3 separate regions of the Sus scrofa genome follow, and regions 2 and 3 are each linked to region 1. The links are chromatin contacts, called in public Hi-C and HiChIP or PLAC-seq maps. All regions are on one chromosome and are shown on one strand. Each heading gives the region's core, a stretch centred on a gene start, on an enhancer-like site or on the middle of the called end of the contact. The rest is flanking DNA. Distances are from core to core; before and after follow the strand shown. Region 1 holds the start of PURB (transcriptional activator protein Pur-beta). Region 2 holds the start of OGDH (2-oxoglutarate dehydrogenase, mitochondrial). Region 3 holds the start of TBRG4 (transforming growth factor beta regulator 4).

What was found. A called contact is a pair of places that touch in the nucleus more often than the background predicts. HiChIP or PLAC-seq counts read pairs in DNA pulled down with a chosen protein or histone mark.
Region 2: a contact with region 1 is called in an H3K27ac HiChIP or PLAC-seq map of skeletal muscle, with 2.6 times the contacts expected there. The contact joins the promoter of OGDH here to the promoter of PURB in region 1. A contact is called at or near these places in 1 of 5 promoter capture datasets (fetal liver), 5 of 47 Hi-C or Micro-C datasets (blood, heart right ventricle, liver and 1 more) and 2 of 2 datasets of contacts at active chromatin or transcription factors (alveolar macrophages and skeletal muscle).
Region 3: a Hi-C map of liver shows a contact between it and region 1, with 9 times the contacts expected there. The contact joins the promoter of TBRG4 here to the promoter of PURB in region 1. A contact is called at or near these places in 2 of 47 Hi-C or Micro-C datasets (heart right ventricle and liver).

What each region holds. Positions count from the first base shown.
Region 1 is chr18:50,508,616-50,511,490 of Sscrofa11.1, forward strand. It overlaps PURB (transcriptional activator protein Pur-beta), which reads left to right and starts at 1,395. Exons shown (of 1, transcript XM_013985807.2): 1 at 1,395-2,875. The coding sequence starts at 1,567. The coding sequence ends at 2,493. It overlaps LOC106506854 (a long non-coding RNA gene), which reads right to left and starts at 1,217. Exons shown (of 5, transcript XR_002340473.1): 1 at 1,126-1,217; 2 at 480-614.
Region 2 is chr18:50,683,586-50,686,460 of Sscrofa11.1, forward strand. It overlaps OGDH (2-oxoglutarate dehydrogenase, mitochondrial), which reads right to left and starts at 1,405. Exons shown (of 23, transcript XM_021079062.1): 1 at 1,295-1,405.
Region 3 is chr18:50,365,428-50,368,302 of Sscrofa11.1, forward strand. TBRG4 (transforming growth factor beta regulator 4) reads left to right here and starts at 1,471. Exons shown (of 11, transcript NM_001123101.2): 1 at 1,471-1,570. It also overlaps a transcript of RAMP3 not described here.

The sequences.
Region 1 (2,875 bases), core at 145-2,644:
AAGTGCTTCCTTTGTTGCAGGTTATGTGCTTTGTGTGCATTAGAGCAACCCCACAAGACAGGTACAATTACTCCCATTTAACAAGCGAGGCAACGGAACCTTAGAGATGAACTGAACTGCGCAAGACCTCACAGCTACAATGGGGTTCAGACCCACGTAGAGTGACTCTCAGCACACACCTCCTCCCATGGAAAGACATGCTTTGCACTTTTTTTTTAAGGCGGGTGGAGGCATGTGGAAGTTCAGGGGCAAAGACTGATCGCTGGCCACAGCCACTGTAGCTGAGGCCACACTGGATCCTTTAACACACTGCCCCTGCCAGGGATCCAGCCCGTGCCTCCGCAGGGACCCAAGCGGCTGCAGTCAGAGTCTCAACCCAATGGGCCACAGTGGGAACCAATTTTTAAATCCATTCCGGTTTCTCCACACAACGTGAACATGGACACACGAATTCTTCCGCGCAAAATGGTTGTCAGTACCTGTACATAGGTATTTGATAAAAGTTAACTCCTTCCTAGGCGCTTCAGCCCCACTACCACTGCTTAGTTGAGTCCTTCATTTTTTCTTACGTTGTTGTCATGGTGAAGATGATATTATCATGTATGTTTCAGGCACTATAGGAAAAAAAGGCAAGAGGCCACACTTAGTGAGCATCACTATAACTCAGGTATCATGCTAAACATTACTCACAGATTACTGTCCAGCAATCCTATAAAACTCGTTTTAGTTCTTTTTTTTTTTTTTTTTTTTTTTGTCTTTTTGCTATTTCTTGGGCCGCTCCCACGGCATATGGAGGTTCCCAGGCTAGGGGTTGAATCGGAGCTATAGCTGCCGGCCTACACCACAGCCACAGCAACGCGGGATCCGAGCCGCGTCTGCAACCTACACTACAGCTCATGGCAACGCCGGATCGTTAACCCCACTGAGCAAGGGCAGGGACCGAACCCGCAACCTCATGGTTCCTAGTCGGATTCGTTAACCACTGCGCCACGACGGGAACTCCCCCGTTGTAGTTCTTAACGCAGACGACCTCAACATCCTCTCTCCTTTAATTCCTCTGTTTACAAATAATAACTGTATTCGGTATAATTTCCCTAGAATAAACCGCACTTATTCAAAGAGTACATTTCAAAGGTTTTGGCACATCTGTGAAGCCACCATCACAAACAAGCGCACACTATTTCCAACACCCTTAAGCTTCCCAGGGATCCTTCCCAGCCTACCCCTCGGGTCCTCCGCCCCGCGCCTGCGGCCCCGTGACGTCACTGCCCTGCGCCCCGCCGCCGCCGCGCTCGACACTTCCGGCAGCGAAGACGTAATGGGCGGGGCGGGGGTGGTGTCACGGAAGCGCGCGCCGGAAGCGGGCCCGCCGGAAGTGGCGGGGCGGGGCGCGGGGGCGATGGGGGGTGGCGGCGGCGGCCGGCGATGAGCAGCGGGAGCGCGTGAGCAGGCCGGCGGGCGAGGCTGGGGGGCCCCGGAGAGCGAGCCGCAGGGCGGAGGGCGGGGGCGCGAGCGAGGCGGGCGGCGGGCGGCGGCCTGGGCGCGGTGGCGGCGGAAGCCGAGAAGATGGCGGACGGCGATAGTGGCAGCGAGCGCGGCGGCGGCGGCGGCGGCGGGCCCGGCGGCTTCCAGCCCGCGTCCCGCGGCGGCGGCGGCGAGCAGGAGACGCAGGAGCTGGCCTCGAAGCGGCTGGACATCCAGAACAAACGCTTCTACCTGGACGTGAAGCAGAACGCCAAGGGTCGCTTCCTCAAGATCGCCGAGGTGGGCGCGGGCGGCTCCAAGAGCCGCCTCACCCTGTCCATGGCGGTGGCCGCCGAGTTCCGCGACTACCTGGGCGACTTCATCGAGCACTACGCGCAGCTGGGCCCCAGCAGCCCCGAGCAGGTGGCAGCGGCGGCGGGCGCCGAGGAGGGCGGTGGGCCGCGGCGCGCGCTCAAGAGCGAGTTCCTGGTGCGCGAGAACCGCAAGTACTACCTGGACCTCAAGGAGAACCAGCGTGGCCGCTTCCTGCGTATCCGCCAGACGGTCAACCGCGGCGGCGGCGGCCCCGGGCCCGGCGGCCTGCAGAGCGGCCAGACCATTGCGCTGCCCGCGCAGGGCCTCATCGAGTTCCGCGACGCGCTGGCCAAGCTCATCGACGACTACGGCGGCGAGGACGACGAGCTGGCAGGGGGCCCGGGCGGCGGCGCCGGGGGCCCCGGGGGCGGCCTCTACGGAGAGCTTCCGGAAGGCACCTCCATCACGGTGGACTCCAAGCGTTTCTTCTTCGACGTGGGCTGCAACAAGTACGGAGTGTTCCTGCGCGTGAGCGAGGTAAAGCCTTCCTACCGCAACGCCATCACCGTCCCCTTCAAGGCGTGGGGCAAGTTCGGGGGCGCCTTTTGCCGGTATGCGGATGAGATGAAAGAGATCCAGGAGCGGCAGAGGGATAAGCTTTATGAGCGACGCGGCGGAGACGAGTCGGAGGGAGAGGAGGTGGATGAGGACTGAAACGCGCAGCTTTCCCTACGGGCCTCTCCACCCCACCACCGTCCCCTTGGCTAGAGAGCTCCCCTTCCTGTTCATCCCCCAGTGAGCTAGAGGAGGGGGAGCGAGGGAGGCCCCAGAGGGAGAAAACAAAATTTAAAGTAATATAGTTAATTAAGAGAAGTAACCAGAAGAGAACCGTCACGGACACTTAGCGAAAAGCAGTGAAGTTCCAAGATACTGACAGCAACCTGCAAAGAGAGGAGAGAAGACAAAACAACAGCGTCTCCTCACCTGAGCAAAACAGTCTCAGCTTCTGTTGCTTCCCAGCTGAGGTTCCTGAACCCTGGGTGGGTCAGATCCTTGCACATTGGCCAAGGAACACCTTCGAGTTACCCAGACCCAT
Region 2 (2,875 bases), core at 155-2,654, 170 kb after region 1:
TCGCTTCAAAGTACAGGACTGCAAAACAAGGCACAAGAAACCCCAAGACATTGTTCATTCCTTGGGCCTGAGTCACCGCTCCCCTGTTCTGGGCAAAGGGCAGAGATAGCAGGTTCTTATCTACGCAGTCTTTTCTACTGTCTCAGTACACAATCTGCACTGAGGTCAGGGAGCTTTGCCAAAGGGGAAGGGTGCACGGATTAGTATGTTCCTCCAAGAGATATCCTTCATTGCAACATGAGCTATCAAACACCTGGAAGGAGGAGTATGGTGGGGGTACTGAGTACGGTAGGGTACTGCAGGGTAGTCTACTCAAGGGTACCACCCTAAAGAGCTCACAGGGAGGTCTGGTACAAACATGAGTAAGGAGGGATACCGAGTACAGCAGTGTGTTGCAGAACAATCCACTCATCCAGGGCATCAACCTGAGGAGCACAGAGAAAGAAGGTGTGGTGTGGTGCTCAACAGTGCGGTACTTACTGAGTACCGTGGAGGTGACGAATACAGTGGGTGCTGCGGGTAATCACTCAAGGGTCCACCCCAAGAGTGAGCAGAGAGGATGGGTACGGTGGAGTATTGAATACTGCGGATACTGCAGGGTGATCCACTTAAGACCTCACCCCAGGAGTGCAGGGAGGAGAGTAAGAAGGGGTGCTGAGTATTGTAGGCTACTGAGTACGGCGTCACCCCAAAGAATACAGGGAGGCTTACAGGGGAGAGTGGGGGGCCTGCGGGGTAATCCGTCCCTCAAGGGTTCACCCCAGGAGCGTAGGGACAGTCCGATCAGAAGCCGACCCGTGCCGTCCACGCTGTGGGAAAGGCGTACTGCCCACAATTCGCAGCCGCTTCTTCAAGGGCGCGCCACCCTTCCATCCGTCCAGGCGGGCAGAGGACACTGCCGGGTGACTCCCACGTGACGCCTCCTCGACCTTGGGGGTCACCCCGGCAGCGGCGCCCGTTCTCTCACATCCGCCGCGCGGCCCACCCCCGCCTCCGCCTCCACCAATGGGGCGCCGCTCCGCGCCCCGCGCAACTTCCGCGCACGCCCGCACCCGCCAATCTCCGCCCGCCTGCAGGCGCCCAGCGCACCATTGGCTGCCACGCCCGTCCGTCAGGCCCCGTCCCACCCACCTCCCCCAGTACGCCCTGCTCCAGCCAGCTTCACTCCCTGTCATCAGGGAGCCAGCGACAACGAGAGCGCAGCGGCCTTGTCCTCAGCCGTGACCCCCGCCTCCTGCCCCACCAGCACGGAACCTCCCAAACCCAGCGAGGCCCGGCGGCAGCGCGCGCCTACCTGTCTTCGGCTCAGCTCCACCCGAATGAGGCGCCGACACCCCACTCCGGGGTACTAAACTCTCGGCCACGCCCCGGCGTGTGGCGTCAGCACGCCGCCCCGCCCTGGGAAGAAAGGGGCCGCCTCTGCCCAGTGAGCAGGGCGGGCCGGGGCTTGACGTCACAGAGTTGCGCCCGCGGCGCTCTTGTGCTCGGTTCGGGCACCTCGCTGGGCCTGGCTGTGCGTCCGGGGCCACAGCTAAGCGGTGCCTGGATTGGTCCCCACCGGCCTGAATGCCGGGTCTTTTGAAAAAGAGGGTCTTCGCGTTGCCTAGTAATGCCTCCTGCAGTGGGCTTTTAGGCGTCCTCTGATCAGAGCTAAGCTGACCTGGCCTGTATTGTCAGACTGAGAGGAACCTTGGTCAGCACTGCATGACTGAGCGCTGCGGGGCAGCGGCCGGGCGGAGTGAGAATCAGGGGGGCCCAGCGCTGACCTAAGGGTTTCCCAAGTGGGACTCCTGGGTCTTCACTTGGTGCATGGACGGGTGTATCATTTCATGGACTAAAAGCGGTCGTCTGCTTTAAGAGGTTATATTACTTTGCCACCTGCTCACAAGTGTGATACCGACCTGATAAGAAAGAGAGAAAAAAAAAAGGGTTAGGATAGCTCCATCTTAAAGTTGACCTGAAAAATACGCACAACCTGAAGGTTGAGTGTTAAGTTTTATTGCGGACGAAATGAGGGCTACAACTGGGGAGGCAGCTGTTGCAGTTAGCTCTGAGATACCGCTGCAAGGAGGGAGGGAAATGTCAGCATACATGTGGTTTTGGTGAGGAGGGAGGTACATGCTACCCAGCACACGTTTTACAGAAGTCTGAGGGTTACTGCTCGACAGGAGGAGCAGACGTCACCATGAAGGATTTCAGTGCTTTTCTAGCTATGAGGAGATGCACGAACCGGGCTCATAAAATCTTTTTCTGAAAGTATCTAACCATCTGAAGACCTGTTCTGCCAGTTTTTCCAGAGCACAAAGTGCCTCATTCCTGAGCTCCCCCCTGAGCTCCTCGAAGGGGCTGTGGAGGGTCAGCAGCTGCAGTGGCTCATGAGTCAAGCTCTGCAGAGGCAGATGGCAAGTGCCAATCTCCAGTTCACAGTCAGAGGCAACTGTAGTTCACAACGAGAAAAAGCAACTCAGAACTGATGAAGCATGGTAGGCTGTATTCAATCACATACTGAGGAAGCCCTTACTTCAGTCCTTATTCAAGATTTCTTCAGTTTTCATTACAGCAAGAAGAAAGCTTCATATCATGATAACATATCTTTAACTCTACTTTTTATTCCTTCCTTTTTTTTTTTTTTTTTAATGGCTGCAATGCATCATATGGAATTCTCCAGCTAGGAGTTGAATCAGAGCTGTAGCTGCCAGCCTAGCAATACAAGATCTGATCCGAGCAGCATCTGTGACCCAAATCTGTAATAACTAGATATTAGTATCGAAAAGTGGTAGTCAAATGGCTGATGTTTGGGAAATGCTGTTCCACACTGTCTTGAATTGTTCTTCAGTGTTTATTCCCAACAACTTGAAGACCAGGGCTGAGTCAT
Region 3 (2,875 bases), core at 221-2,720, 140 kb before region 1:
CTACCTCTCTCTATCCCCTCCCCAAAAAAGGCCAGAAACTTCTCTCCAAAGAAGATAACAGAGGGCATCTGGAATGGACTGCCTCAGCCCTCTGCAAGAGCAGGGTTACCTTGCAAAAATCCAATGACTGTGGCAGTTCTAAATGTAGGGAGGGAGGGAGGGGGAACAAACACCTCACATACAACTTCTGGACGCCTCGTAAACGTGAGACACTAACGAGCTAGAGGTTCACAGAGTAGCCTTCGAAATCAGGAAATGACTTCTAAAATACCCAGCCAGGGGGTCCCTGTGGCCTAGCAGTTAAAGACTCGGCATTGTCCCTGCTGAGCCTCAGGTCACCACTGTGGTTCAGGTTCCATCCCTGGCCCAGGAACTTTCCTATGCTGTGAGAGAGGCCAAAAAATAAAAATTAAAAAAAAAGTGATAAAATATGCAGGCAAACTATCAATCAGGCAGGAGGATATAATAAAGACATTCTAAACCTGCAAAAGGCCTTTAAAACTTACCTCCTTGGCATCCTCTCTCACAGAGGTACTGGAAAATGTGCTCTACCCAAACAAGGGGATAAACCAAGAAATACGATAAAAGACCTAGGAAATGAGAGAGAAGCAAAAGGAACACTTAGGACGTGGTAAAGGGAGACTCCCAGGATGACACCTGCCCTGAGAACATAGTGGTGATAATACGCCCTGGAGGTCAGAAGGCTCAGGAAGAAACTTCCTCAGTTAAGATTAAATGTATGACGTATGTGAAGTGTTGGAACATCTCGAGAGACTTAGACAACTGGAGACGGATCTTGGGGAGAATTTGCAATAAATACGTGGAATCTTAAACCGCAACAAGACAATTCTTTATATCAAGGAAATAAAAACTTCTGCAGGAAGAAAAATTAATTGAGTCTCTTTACAGACCTCTTGTTTGGCTTTCCCCGCACTTTCATTCTTTTATAAAATTAAAAGTCAATACTCAAAAATCAGTACATTGCACTTAAAATTCCAGAGTCCTAGGTTCTTTTCTGGAAAAACTGCAAGATCTAAGCAAATCGTGCCTACCTTTCGGCACACCTATACCGAGCGGCCGCCCACCGGGTCAGAGCCCAGCCCACCCCTGGGCAGTTTGCAGACGGCGCTTCTCAATCAACTGGGAGAGGCGCGCGGGGCAGGCAGGAGAGGCGGGGGAGGCGGGGTGAGGACAACCGACGACTGAGGGTCGCCTCCTGCACTCCGAATGGGGGCTGGGGACTGACTGGCGGGCGCCCCAGCCTCCTAGCCTTTATTTCCGAGCCTTTTACTCTTTCCCCGCCCATTCTCCCGACACCGTTCCACGACGGTCCGTCACTTCCCTTCCCATTAGCCAGTTTGCGCCCTCAGCAAAGATGGCACCCGACCGGAAGTCAGCGGCAGGGAAACGGAAGCGGGAGCGACTTCTGGCCCGGAGGCGGGCGGCGAGCCTCGCTTCCGGCGGCGCTCCGAGTGACGAAAGCGAGCGCGCCGCGCCGTGTGGAACGAGGGCCGTGCTCGGGCGCATGGAGGTCAGCGGCGGCGCTCGTGACGGCGGCGGCGGTGGCGCCGTAGGTCTCGGGGCCCGGGGGGAGGGGGTCCTGAAGGCAAGGGGGGCGTGGCCAGGAGAGGAGACCGGGAGGGCGCGCTGGGATGGAGGGGTTAGGGGTGCGGGGCAGGGGCTGGGCCCTGTTCTGAGCCGCGCGCGCTCGTGCGCACGCTCCCTCTCCCGAGGTGCGGCGTACCCACCTGCGAGCCACGCTTTGGCCCTCGGCGTCTACCCCGCTGGCCTTCGTGCGGGTCGTTCTAAGCCCGAGGGCCGAGGTTCCGGGTTGGTGTTTCCGTAAATCCAGTTGGGCTTCTCAACTTGTTACTTACCCAGCTCGTTGGGCTGCCTTCAGTAGGGAACGCTTCCGGTCCTTCCCCGCTGCTGGGGCTCCGTGGGAGGTGCATATTGCCCTTGGGCCAGTGTTCCTTCTCGCTGAGCCTCTTTGTTAAAGCATTTTACAGCTGCCATGATCAGCTCTTATAAAAATAAAATGTCTCAGAACTGGGTCGAAGATCCCACACGCTCTCTGCTTTGGCACCGGAGAGGCCCAGGTTAACCTTTTGTCGTTCCCGGGCGGTGCCTTACGAGGTCAGTTAATCACACTGGTGAGCAGGACAGAATTGTTGAAAGCAGCGGCATCGGGATATGTAACAAATTCATGGGGTAGGTAAGGTTTTGTCTGGGTGTGGAAAGGTGGAGAGTGATTTCCTGTGCCCTGTGTTGGGGTTAAAAAAAAAGAGAGAGGCAACAGGCCTTACCCTGCCCTGCCCTGCCTTGCCCTACCAAGGTGTAATGAAAGTGCAAGGCCTGTTTAGACTGAGGGCGTGTGTTCCAGGGAGGAAGAAGAGGTAAAACTGGGAATATAATTCTGGGCCATATTAAGAAGTGCTTTTTATAGTTGGTTAGGGAATTTGGCTCTTAGAAGGGATGTATGTGTGTTTAGTATGTCAGTGGTGTAATACCGTAAGTTGGTTTGGGGAGGTTCACTCACATGTCTGTAAGTATTAAAATATTTCTACACCTCAGGAGTTCTGGGATATGTATGGATTATATGTCCAGGGTTTTCCAGGAGTAGTCTAATTTAAAATATTCTGTCTCCAAAAGAAAAAAAAAAAGTAGTTCCCGTCGTGGCACAGGGGAAATGAATCAGACTAGGAGCCATGAGGTTGCAGGTTCAATCCCTGGCCTCTCTCCGTGGATTAAGGATCCAGCATTGCCATGAGTTCTGGTGTAGGTCGCAGACACAGCTCGGATCCAGCATTGCTGTGGCTGTGATACAGGCCGGCAGTTAGAGCTCTGATTCAACCCCCCAGCCTGGGAAATTCCA